2 separate regions of the Mus musculus genome follow, and region 2 is linked to region 1. The links are chromatin contacts, called in public HiChIP or PLAC-seq maps. All regions are on one chromosome and are shown on one strand. The core of a region is the stretch at or near the end of the contact, and the rest is flanking DNA. Distances in the headings are between cores, read along the strand shown.

What was found. HiChIP or PLAC-seq counts read pairs in DNA pulled down with a chosen protein or histone mark.
Region 2: an H3K27ac HiChIP or PLAC-seq map of embryonic stem cells shows a contact between it and region 1, with 7 read pairs. The contact joins the promoter of Mrgprg here to the enhancer-like site in region 1. A contact is called at or near these places in 10 of 39 promoter capture datasets (the 3T3-L1 cell line, the SN4741 cell line, cranial neural crest and 5 more), 1 of 15 datasets of contacts at CTCF or cohesin (large pre-B cells), 10 of 115 datasets of contacts at active chromatin or transcription factors (T-cell acute lymphoblastic leukemia, craniofacial prominence, embryonic stem cells and 2 more) and 2 of 9 other capture datasets (embryonic stem cells and embryonic tail).

What each region holds. Positions count from the first base shown.
Region 1 is chr7:143,123,153-143,128,662 of GRCm38.p6, reverse strand. All of the region lies in intron 1 of Kcnq1 (potassium voltage-gated channel, subfamily Q, member 1), which reads right to left. Among named protein-coding and RNA genes, the nearest start is that of Gm28821, 15 kb to the left of the region's middle. Within about 2 kb of position 4,147, at least 76 of the 459 cell types and tissues checked have an H3K27ac peak or open chromatin away from gene starts, as enhancers often do. A contact at or near this core is called in embryonic stem cells, neural tube, pancreatic cancer cells and 1 more, where this site is marked.
Region 2 is chr7:143,765,265-143,771,066 of GRCm38.p6, reverse strand. It overlaps Mrgprg (MAS-related GPR, member G), which reads left to right and starts at 4,074. Exons shown (of 2, transcript NM_203492.2): 1 at 4,074-4,196; 2 at 5,660-5,802. The coding sequence starts at 5,694.

The DNA.
Region 1 (5,510 bases), core at 2,898-5,397:
TCAGAGTGTGCCCTGTGTATACACAAGACCTCAAGTATGTGCATACACACACAAAAAGAAGAGAAAAAAATTGTGCAACCACTTACATTAACAAGTCACATAGAAAAAATCACCAAAGGACCTCCAGTTAGCCTCGATAGCTTTTCTTACAACGAATTAATGTTAATGTCTTCCTTGAAATTCCCCAATGTTCTCTGCTGAGCATTTCTGGATTTTTTTTTTTTTTTTTTTTGATCAGAAGAACTAACAGAAAACCATGAGTGCCCATTTGGCAGGGAGATGTTCAGATACATCAGGGGTGGCATCACCACTGGGCTCTGACTAGGGCAGTGACACAATTGTTATCTGTTCCTTGGCTCAGAAAAGGAACTGCAGGGGTTATATGACCTTTCTCTAGCTTATCAATCAAATGTGTGGAAACCACCAAGTCGCAAACCTTTTAAGTTTGTTACAATATGACTTACCAAATCAAACTTGGAACTTTTTCTACATCTGTAGCTAAATGCCTGATTTTTTTTTTTTTTTTTTTTTTTTTTTAGGAATAAGACTGGAATTATGATGTGTGCATTAGTTAACTCCCTCATCCAATCAATACCTTCCAAGAAGCAACTTATGGAGGAGGAGTTTATTTTAACTCAAGGTTTGAGATGTGCAGTCATCCTGGCAGAGAAGGCTGTGGCAGGGGGAATGCTTCTCAGCTCTAAGTTGTCATGTGACACACACACACACTGTAGCATGCATGCATACAAGCCCATTAGACAAATAAATAAATAAATAAATAAATAAATAAATAAATAAATAAATGTAAAGACCTGCACACACATGTCCACAGCTCTGTGACTCTCAACAGCCTAGAAAACGTCCCAAGGACCTGTAAGATGAGAAACCAGAAAATGAAACAGGAAGCCACACAATAGCTTTGAGTTTTTGTTTTGTTTTGCTTTGTTTTTGCAAACAAGAGTATTAAATTTATTTACAAAGTACACCACAAAATTTGATTCATCCTAAACAGGAATATCGGGGGACTGGTGAGATGGCTCAGTGGGTAAAAATGCTCACCATGTAAACCTGACAACCTGAGTTTGATCCCCAGATCCCACATTAAGATAGAAGAAGAGAACTGATTGCCCAGTGAGCCAGCAATCCTCTGACCACACACACACACACACACACACACACACACACACACACAAATAAAAAGTGAATTTCTTTTTCCAATGGGAAAGATGGGCTCAGTGGTTAAAGTACTGCCACACAAGCCCAAAGACCTGAGTTCAGATCTGAACCCTGTAAAAAGCCAGGCATGGCTTGTGTCTATAATCCCAGCACTGGGGAGGTAGAGATGGGTGGACCCCTGGAACTTGTTGGTCAGAGAGTCTAGCCTAATGGGTAAACTCTAGGATCAGTGAGGGATTTCTGTTTCAAAATCTATGGAGGATAGGGTTGAAGAAGACAGCTGATATTGGCTTCTTCCATACACACACACACAATCTTCAATGCTAAACAACTAAGTTTCCACCAGTTTTGGCTAATACTAGCTGAGCACACATGCCTCAGTTTCCTCATCTGTGAAAGGGAGGCTGTGGTGACATTCCCATGAGCAACACTGCATGAAGCATGTGATTCAGTGCTCATCATACTTCCAAGAGCTGGAATCATCTAGACAAGTCATATCTACCTTCTTGGTACCTACCCAGGTCCCAGAAACTACAGTAAGCTGCCCCATGAAGGCAAGATACTCAGTCAATACACCTACCTGCATCCTCAATGCCCACTGTCCTCAGAGCTCCTCTGGATCCCTCCACCAGCTAATATGTGAGTCGGGATATTCTGACTCAATGCTCTATTGTTTGGGTGGGGAAAGCACCTAGAGAGCTAACACAGCAAAACAGAAATGTTTCAAAGGCTGAGAGCCATCTGTCTGTCCTCCTTGGACCACCTCTCAAGCTCTTACACCTTCAATTGGAACCTTGTGTAATGACTGAGCATCTGTGTAGCCCCACCTTCCCTACCTCCTGAGGTTGTCCCTATACAATTGCACCTTGGTGTCCCAAATCCAGCACTATTGTGATAGGACTAGGCTGGACACCCATGTCCACTGCTTGTGCATACCTGGGCACCTCAGCCCCAGGTAGAGCTTTCTGAAGGCTCTGCGGCAGCTCTGTGAGGAGGAGCCTTGGATTTCACTGGGGAGGGGATCTCAGGGTATGTGAGAACTTGTGCCTCTCTGCCTGGAAGGTGCCCATCTTGGAAGGCCAGGATTAGGGGATGATGATGGAAAGGCCTTTGGGAAGACTCCAGTCCATGGCTCAGCATCACGAGTCACTGTCTGCTTGTGTCATCCCTGTGTGAAGGTATTGAGGTCCCTGAGTGTCAGGATGGCAGCCCTGAAGCTGAGATAGAGGTAGGAGCCATAGAGTCATCCATGCTCAGTGCACACGATGCTCCTGAAAGCAGAATGCCACCACGCTGAGTTCAAAACAAGGACAATCACTACTCAGGCAAGTGGAGGTACAGGGCAGGTATGGTCCCCGTACACTCTGAATGATGAAGGGCCCCAGCAAAGGACAGCAGCCTAGTTAGGTTGACACAAGCAGGGAGCCTGAGTCACACAGCAGCATCCCATCCCATAGTCCCCACCCAACGCTCACAGTGCTTGTTGAGCCAGAAACTCTCAACACAGCCCTCTATCCTCCAAATCAGGATCTAATGAGGAGAGAGGTCAGGAACCAGCTCAGCTTACAAAGCAGCTGAGCTGTGGCCTTTGCCCAAGTGCAGGTAGCTGATCCCAATATACACAGACCTTTCTGGGGGCTCTGCACCCCACAGGTCTGTACCTGAAAGTGAGGATGTGCGCACGTGTGCACACACACACACACACACACACAGAGAGAGAGAGAGAGAGAGAGAGAGAGAGAGAGAGAGAGAGAGAAACACAATATGGATGAGGAAGCAGGCTGACTAGCATGTATGAAGTTGAATGGATCCTGTCCTGTAATCAGATCCTTAGTGGGGACTGCTAATCCCAGCTCTGCTGTCCACAGGGCTAGCCTATGCTTCCAACCGTGTGGTTCTCTCTTTCTCCCTTACGTGGGTCCCAGGGATCAAACTCAGTCATCAGGCTTGTGCAGCAAGTGCTTCTAACTGCCATGGATCTTGGCTCCTGTATTCACTTTTAAATCTTCCCATGAGTGCCCCATGGACAGGGGCTCCAGAAGCAACTTCACCCAGTAGTGCTGGAGTCTCATCTACCACGTTTTATGGTCACAGTGGGGAGGGCTGTTATTGGTTTCTACCAGGGATGGGTGCATAACTCCACACTGGACTCTCATCACAATAGACAATGTCACCATTTGGCAGTGAAGAAGCTGCCTCTATGAACTAGACCATCATGAAGCCAGATCCCATTAATAGCTGAGTTCCACAGAGGCTAAGTAACTGCTAGGCACAGAGCCCAGCCCCTCTGCTACCTGGCCTGAAATGATACTGGCCAGCATTCTCACAACCCAGCGGGCTGCTGGCCCCATGCTCACCGAAGGAGCTCTAGATCCATAGGGGTAGTTTCTCCTGGGGGAAGGTGACCCAGCCCAGATATTCCCAGGCCAGGTAGAAGGGCCAGCTGCCACCTGTTCACACTCCAGGACCAGCTAGGGATGACAGCAGAAAGCCTGCCGCTGTCTCCATGGTAACCCTAGCCAGGCCCTCACTCTTACCCTGATTTCAGGCCCATCACCACATTCTGCTTCTGAGCCCCCAGACTTTCCTGCCGAGAGGAGACCTCTCTGGCCTAGGCAGGGGAATCAACCACCTCCACATGGACACAATACCCACGAAAGCAGAACCCTCGACAAAGAGTCACCTCTTCTTTGAAGGCTTCTACTCTGGACCTCAGTCTTGACAGCTATAAAATGGGACATCTGGGCCTGAGCTTGTCTGTGTGGCCTCCAGCAACCACGGCCGGCCGCCACGCTGTGAATTGACATGCCTTAAGCAAGAGGCTCCAGAAAGATTCGAGTCCCCCTGGGCCAGCTATAAGTGGGCAGGTTCCATCAGGCTTTCTTCCGTTCAGCCTCTGCACTTCCCCAAGAGGGTCTGACTTTCCAAAGAGGTGGCCCAACCCAGTAGCTGCAGAGCTCCAGGGGAGGGGGTGGATCAGGTTACAGCCAGCAGGTCACGATCTGGAGCCATCTGGTAGAGCCCAGCTCCCTGCAGGCTCTCAGGAATGCTGCCAGCCCTATTTTCAGGGGTGTGACCAGCCATGGCGTGGTCCCAGCCTACCCAGCCAGCATCAGGATGCAAAGCAGACCAGTGAGAGGCTCTAGGCTACCCTGCATTCACCTGAAGCTCTGGGAAACACAGGGCTGCCCTGTCCTGGAAGAGAGGCTAGTAGAATCCACTCCCTCATCCTCACACAGGCCTGGCCAGTTTCCCCAGTGTAGGGAAATGCCTCTGGCTTGAGCCCGGCTCTGCTGAGGTCACCCACAGAGGATGAGGCTCCCTGGGTTGTGAAGAAAACCTGCTTTAGTCTTAGCTGGACAAGCCACCGGGGCAGCAGTCTGCCCAAAACAGGTGCTTGTGCAATGTACTCTCCTGAGCAGTGAGTGGGGACAGGGTGGGGCTGCACAAAGCTACCCAAGCTGTATCAGACAAAGGGCCACCCAGTAGGCCCTAAGGCCACAGCTTCTGCCACTGCCCTGGGTCCCTCACTAAGACAAGCCATAGAGGCAAGGGGCCCTGGTGGGGGCCAAAGTCCCTTATGGCTCATACCCTCAGATGGCCTGCTACATGCTGGGCAGAGAGCAGCATTTGGCTGCACAGGGAACCTCAGGCCTTCTATCCAGATGAGGGACTTGTGACCCTGGCTGGCCACTCAGGAGAGGGCCACACAACAGCACAAGTCTAGTATTTAGGTTCAGAACACTTTCTTTCCTTTGAAGCCTCTGGATAAAGCGATCCTATCACTGCCTGGGAGGGTGCACTGCTCTTTCTGTCCCTTGTGACAAAGAGAAGGTAAGAGGTGGGGTCCCAAACCCTGTATCTCTGGGCAAGCCTTTAGAATGGTACCTGCCCTTTAGTTTCAAGCCTACTTGTGAGCTACCTGCCCCACCCTGCCTAGGCTGTTCCTCAACTGCCCCCAGGCTTCCAGATCCCCAGAGATCACTTGGTCCTCCTGGTATGAAGCATGTACTAGTTAGTCCCAAAGAAAAGCTGGCTTTCTTCAGACCACAGCTCTGCCCACGCACATCATGCTAACCCCAGACTTCCCTAAGGATAGGACCTAGGACTCAGGCCCAGAGCCCAAAGAGAGACAGTGCTTTGGGGCCAGGAGCCTATGGGACCCCTCCTTCAAGCATCTATCTATCCCTACCCCAACACCTCTCAAGGATCAAAGCTCATTCAGTCAAGAGTTTTCCACCTAAAATATCAGGAAACACTCCCCACCACCATGGGGGTGGGGCAGGTGTCTTATTAGCTTTTTTTTTTTTTTTTAATGGTGAGCTGTTAATTAT
Region 2 (5,802 bases), core at 2,825-5,324, 640 kb before region 1:
CAAGTGCATCCCTCATTTGGGTATCAGAAAACAGGCAGAGAAGCCAAGAGACTTAACCTCAACAGGCTGAAACTGCTCTATTGGAGCATCAAGAGGCCCCAACCTTTCTGACAATTGAAGGTTGGATACATTAGAGGGGCCAGGGGACATGTACATATACAGGCTGGGACTAAGTTATTATTTATGGCTGGGGACTACTGCCCAGTACAGCCTGACTCAGTTCCTCATGATCTGAGGCTTTGCTCAACAGGGACCACACACACACACACAAACACACATACCACATTCACACACACACATCCCACACACACTCTCACATACACACTCACTCACTCACACCACACACACACTCTCACACACAACACACTCACACCCCCACACCCCCCCACTCTCACACACATACTCACTCACACCACACACATACTCTCACACACAACACACTCACTCACACACACCACATACACATTCTCTCTCTCTCTCTCTCTCTCTCTCTCTCTCTCTCTCTCTCTCACACACACACACACACACACACACACACACTGTGCCTACAGAACTCCCTCTTCCCCAGACCTCTCTGTTCATGCTCAGCTCACTTCCCCACAAACTCCAACCCTATATCTGGAAACCCCATCCTCTCTGACCCATTCCTTATCTCTTAAGAGTTGGGGTATGTTGGAACAAACCTCAAACAAACTCTTCCAGACCCTGACCAAGGCCCTGTATTGAAACTCCAACTCCTTCCCCTTCACTGCCATTGCCAAACTCAGTTACTCTCTATGACCCTCATCCCCATAGCCAGGACAAGGCAGTTTCTAAAGACAAACGACCTTATCTTGAACAAACAAGTCCAGGAGAGAGAGACTGCAGGCTTGCAGGTAGCCCCAGCAGGTGCATTCCCCAAACCTCCTATATAAACCCCAAGTACCCTCTTCCTGTTTGGCAGACACCCCTTTCCCATCGTATTTGCCTTGATGTTTGAAATAAACACTCCTCTCTGTTGAGACTAACTGGTCTCTTTTCTTCACTTCCCCCACCCCTGCCATCTTCTTAAGCTGCCTCAGAAATCTAACATCAATATTGTTAGAAATAGGTCCAGGGTCCGAAGGAATTGCCACATGATCCAATTCAAAGCATTTGCAAGACAAAAGCTTTACTCCTGCTGAAGGGAACACGCATGCCCAGTTGGGTCCCCTGTGTTTTTACTCCTGAGGTTTTGAGCAGAGTACAACCTTGAGTTCAAAAGTGCTGAGCCTGCAGGAGTCTCAACTTCTGCCATGTGATTTCTTTACAAATTTTTAAGGGAAATGTGGTCTCATGTAATCCTTGGATAGAAAAAAAAATTGTACATTTTGTTTACTCTTCCCACAGTATTACTCAATGGCAATGACAAGGCCAGCCACAGATCACCACTCGCCTAGGACACTGTGTAACAAGTCACATGATTTATACTGAACCAAAATAAACAAACCAACCAAAGGACAACAGTAACAACAGAAACCCCACCAGGACCAACTGGGTCAGTGGAGGAGTTGGAAAGGTTTGGGGGCAGTCTCCAAGATTTTCTGCTTGCTGAGGGATCTAAGAAGCATCTGCCCCTGGGGAGCCAAGGAGTTTATTTGGCTTATGCATAGGCCAGGCTGGAAGTTCTACACCCAGCACGCCCTCCCCACAGCTTGTACTCTGCGCAGAAATGTATACAAATTGCTGAGGGTGAGGTGGCCGTATACATAGGTAAGGTTCCCATGACCCTCCCCCGTTTTTCTTTCTATGAGGGAACTTCTAAATTAACAAGTCCATCTGGAGTGATCTTCTTCAAACAGATACAGCTGCACTCATAAAGATGGCAGCGGTTTGGCTCAAAGGACGGGAAGGTAGTGCTGTTCAACAGGAGTCGGCAACGCGGTTCAGTGGGTATTGCCACCAAGGCTGACAACCTGAGTCCAATTTCTAGAACCAATATGGTGGAAGGAGAGAACTGACTCCCACAAGTGAGCTTCTGACCTCAGTGCACACACACACACACACACACACACACACACACACACACAACTGTAATTTAAAATTGGGGAGGGGGAGAAATTGAGACATTTGGGCCACATGACTCAGGGATGATTCCAGGTATAAGGTCCCAGTCAACAGGCAGCACTGTGATGGGGTCAGAGGGGGGAGGGGTCCAGGCTTAATCACACGAGGACACTGACCTTAGCTTCTCTGGGGACCTCCTGGGTGGTCTCAGAGGCTTAGCAGTTTGCCACTTACACCAAACAGGAACTAATGGTCTCACAGAACAAACAGGTAGCCTGGTGACCTCAGCACACTAGGGATAGGACACACTGGGGTTTACATGGGGACAGGGGAAGGTTGTCCCCATTCTGACACCCAGGACGAGTCTGTTCTCCCTTTAGTTGGTTCAATCACGAAACCTCAGTGCTAGGAGCTAAACTCAGGTCTTCCAGAAGAGCAGGGAGACCTTCGGCTCCTGAGCCATCTGTCTAGCCCAGGGCTTGAGGTGTTAAATCACACATGTACTTTTGGTCATATTCACACAGCAGCTGTTAGAGACAGACCACAGGCCATATCTTATCAGATCAGAACGTCAATTCTGTGTCACATTCGAAAACCAATATCAAAGTCCTGTCCAATCCTACACTGTCACAGGAGAGGTGCCAAGTGCTTGGTTGTCTCCCTGCTGCCTGCTTCGGTGGTGCACAGACTCTCCAGCTGCTGTGGACTCCTCTAGATCACCTCACAGTACCGGCACACTATGACAATTATATTAATCCTTGAGGGCAAAGCCCTGAAGAAGAACAACAACAAAGGCCTACCAGAACAATGAAAAGTTGGGGAGATTTGGGGCTGCACAGTGCTTGTGTGTGTTGTAAGGGTGCATCCCACAGAGGACAGAGTATGGATCTGGCTTGACATGATGGCAGCCATCTTGAGCCACAGCTGTCTGAGTCACCATAAGATGGGTTTTCCTGCATATTTACTTAGCTAACCATAACACAGAGCCTTGAAAGCACATGCGTACTGGATGACTTGGAGGGTGCGCCTGGCTTTTGATGGAATCTGAAGATAAACCAGAGACCTTCAGGCATGAGAGCATGCTTTGGTCTTTATCCACCCAACGTCTGGGTGCCCAGCTCCCCAGGACCTTCCTCTGCCAGTGAGTCTCCAGAATATCTCACTGTGCAGTCCTAGCTCTATTGGACTCTCCCTATTCCCTTCCAACTGCTGTGTGAGTTTATGTGCACATGTGTGTAGGTGCATGCACATCTGTGCAGGTGTATGTGCTGCCTAAAGATCAGCACTGAGTGTGTGTCTTCTTAATTACCCTACACATTAAAAAACATTTTAAAGTCCATGCTGTTGTTGTTTTGAGACAACATCTCACAATACCATCCTGGTTGACCTGGAAACTCTGTGCAGACTTGCAGAAATCTGTCTGCCTCTGCCTCCCAAGTGCTGGGATTAAAGGTGTGGGCCACAACCTCTGGCTTAAATATGTTTTTAAGTTTATCTGTGTGTGTGCACAAATGTGCCACCACATGTGTCCAGATCAGAGGGAAACTTTTAGGAATCAATTTTCTTCTTTTATGGGGATCCCTGGAATTGAACTTAGGTTGTCAGGCTTGGGTGTGGCAAGAACCTTTACCCACTGAGCCCTCTCACTGGCCCAATACCTTATTTTTTAAAGATAAGACTTTGCAGCAAATGTAGTGATTGGCATAGCCAGCTGAATATCAAGTCCCATGAGTCCTCTGGTCTCCATCTCTCAGTACTGGGGTCACAAGCATGCACCATGATGCCCAACTTTTATTAAAGGTGCAGGGGATCCAAACTCAAATTCTCATACCTGCATAGCGAGAACTTTACTGACTGATCCATCTTTACAGATGTCATCTCTTCCTTTGGTCCCGAGCACCTAAGGCCAGGGACCATTCCAGAATGGGCGGCGTGCAAGGCTCTCTGTTTTCATCTCCCAGATGAAAAGGAGGAGCCTCCCACACTGACAGCTCTGTTTGAGCTCATTCCTTTGATTTCCGTGAAAAGGTGACACACCCACCCCACTTCTAGGGAACTGGCAGGAGCCAGCCTCAGAGGACAGAAGGGGATTTAGGGGCCAGGAGGAGATCAAGACAACAAGTGTGGGCTGAGCGAGCTGGAGACAGCCACTGTCAGCAGGCGGTCATCAGGTGAGAAGGTTAATATGCCCCTCTACCTGCTTCCCTAAGCAAGAAGCACCCCTTCTCTTACCCTCTACATCACTTGCCTGCCTGGCTCTCAGGGGGGTGCTGGTGGCTCTGAGGATGTCCTCTAAAAGGGACCTTATGGGGAAGGCAGTTAAGGGAGCCTTGGAAGCTGAGGCTCAGGCTTGAAACTCATTGCTCCAGGTCCATTGGAGAACAAGGATGAGGAAGATGCCCCACCCCACCTACCGCATCCCCTTTCAGATCTAGCCTTGGCTCCACCAGCCAGAATCCACACAGGAGTAGATGTCTGGATTTACACCCTTGGGGGCTCACAGAGGGGAAGAGTCTTGCCTCTGTCACCACTCTGATGCGTGAAGGTTCAGTCCTTAATTTCAAGGTCCTGAGGACCTGTACTCTGACCTTGACAGCTGAACTGGTAGGTTGAATCACCATCTCCCACAGGTGCTAGGAAGGATGCTTGGTGATGAGATGGTGGGTGATACTCATCAGGACACTGCAGAAGGTTTGGCCCTGTGAGAGGAAGCAGGGTCTGATGGAGGCTGGGTCTCAGTGAGTACAGAGATAGCTAGGGTTCTGGGTAGGGGACACAGCCCAGACCAGGAATGAGGGTCATACGTAAAGTACACAATATACATCTCTTTCCATCTTTGACTATGTTTTCCCATGTCTGTCCCTTCCTCTTTATCTCTACCTCTATTCTCTATTTCTCTCTGTGTCTGTCTGTCCATCTCTCTTCTCCACTCCATTACCCCCCAGCCCTGGTCTATCTTTTCCTATTGCTGTTCCTCCCTGGCAGTCCCTGTCCCCAGAGCCTGGGTCCTCATACCCTGGATCTTGGACAAGGTCCATCATGGGCTCTGTGGAAAAAGGTACTGCTCTGAAACACTCGCCTCCATGAGGGTACCAGAAACTCTCCTGCTTGCTCCCTAAGAAGATTTGGGGCCCTGAGACCCATCATCAAAGTCCCAGACTCTGACATGAAGCTTCAGAGTTAGCCACAGTTCCTCAGGACCCTGGGCTTTAATGTCGCGCTCTAAAAGGACAGTGTGGGGAAAGTCCCCTGAAGCCTCACCTAGCACAGAATGGAGTGTCCTGGGTCAGAGCAGGCACTATCAGAGACCCTGGGGTGGGTGTGATCAGAGCCTTAGAGAAAGCATTCTCACATTGGTACTACAGTTAAAAAGAAAGGGGAGTCTCTCCACCTGTGGCCCCTTTGTCTGAATGTGGTGGGCCTCTGCATGGGGACACCTCATTCAGGATGGGTTGTCTAACCAGGATGAGGGCAGAGAGAGCTGCTTCCAAGCAAAGCAGCTGTGAGGGGGTAACCTGGTATCACATGCAGCCAGGAAGGGGCTTGAGACAACTCGGACTCTGGAAGCTGCAGGCTCTTGCTTTCCACACTCGGGGCACAGCAGCTTCGTAGTGAACACTGTCACCCTTTGCAGGGGCCTCCCAGAGCACCCACGGAAGCCAGCCAGGATGTTCTCCATATTCAACATCTGGGGCACATTCAACAAAGTGCTCTTCTTCCTCAGCCTCACTGTCAGCCTTGCAGGGCTGGTGGGCAACGCTCTGCTGCTCTGGCACC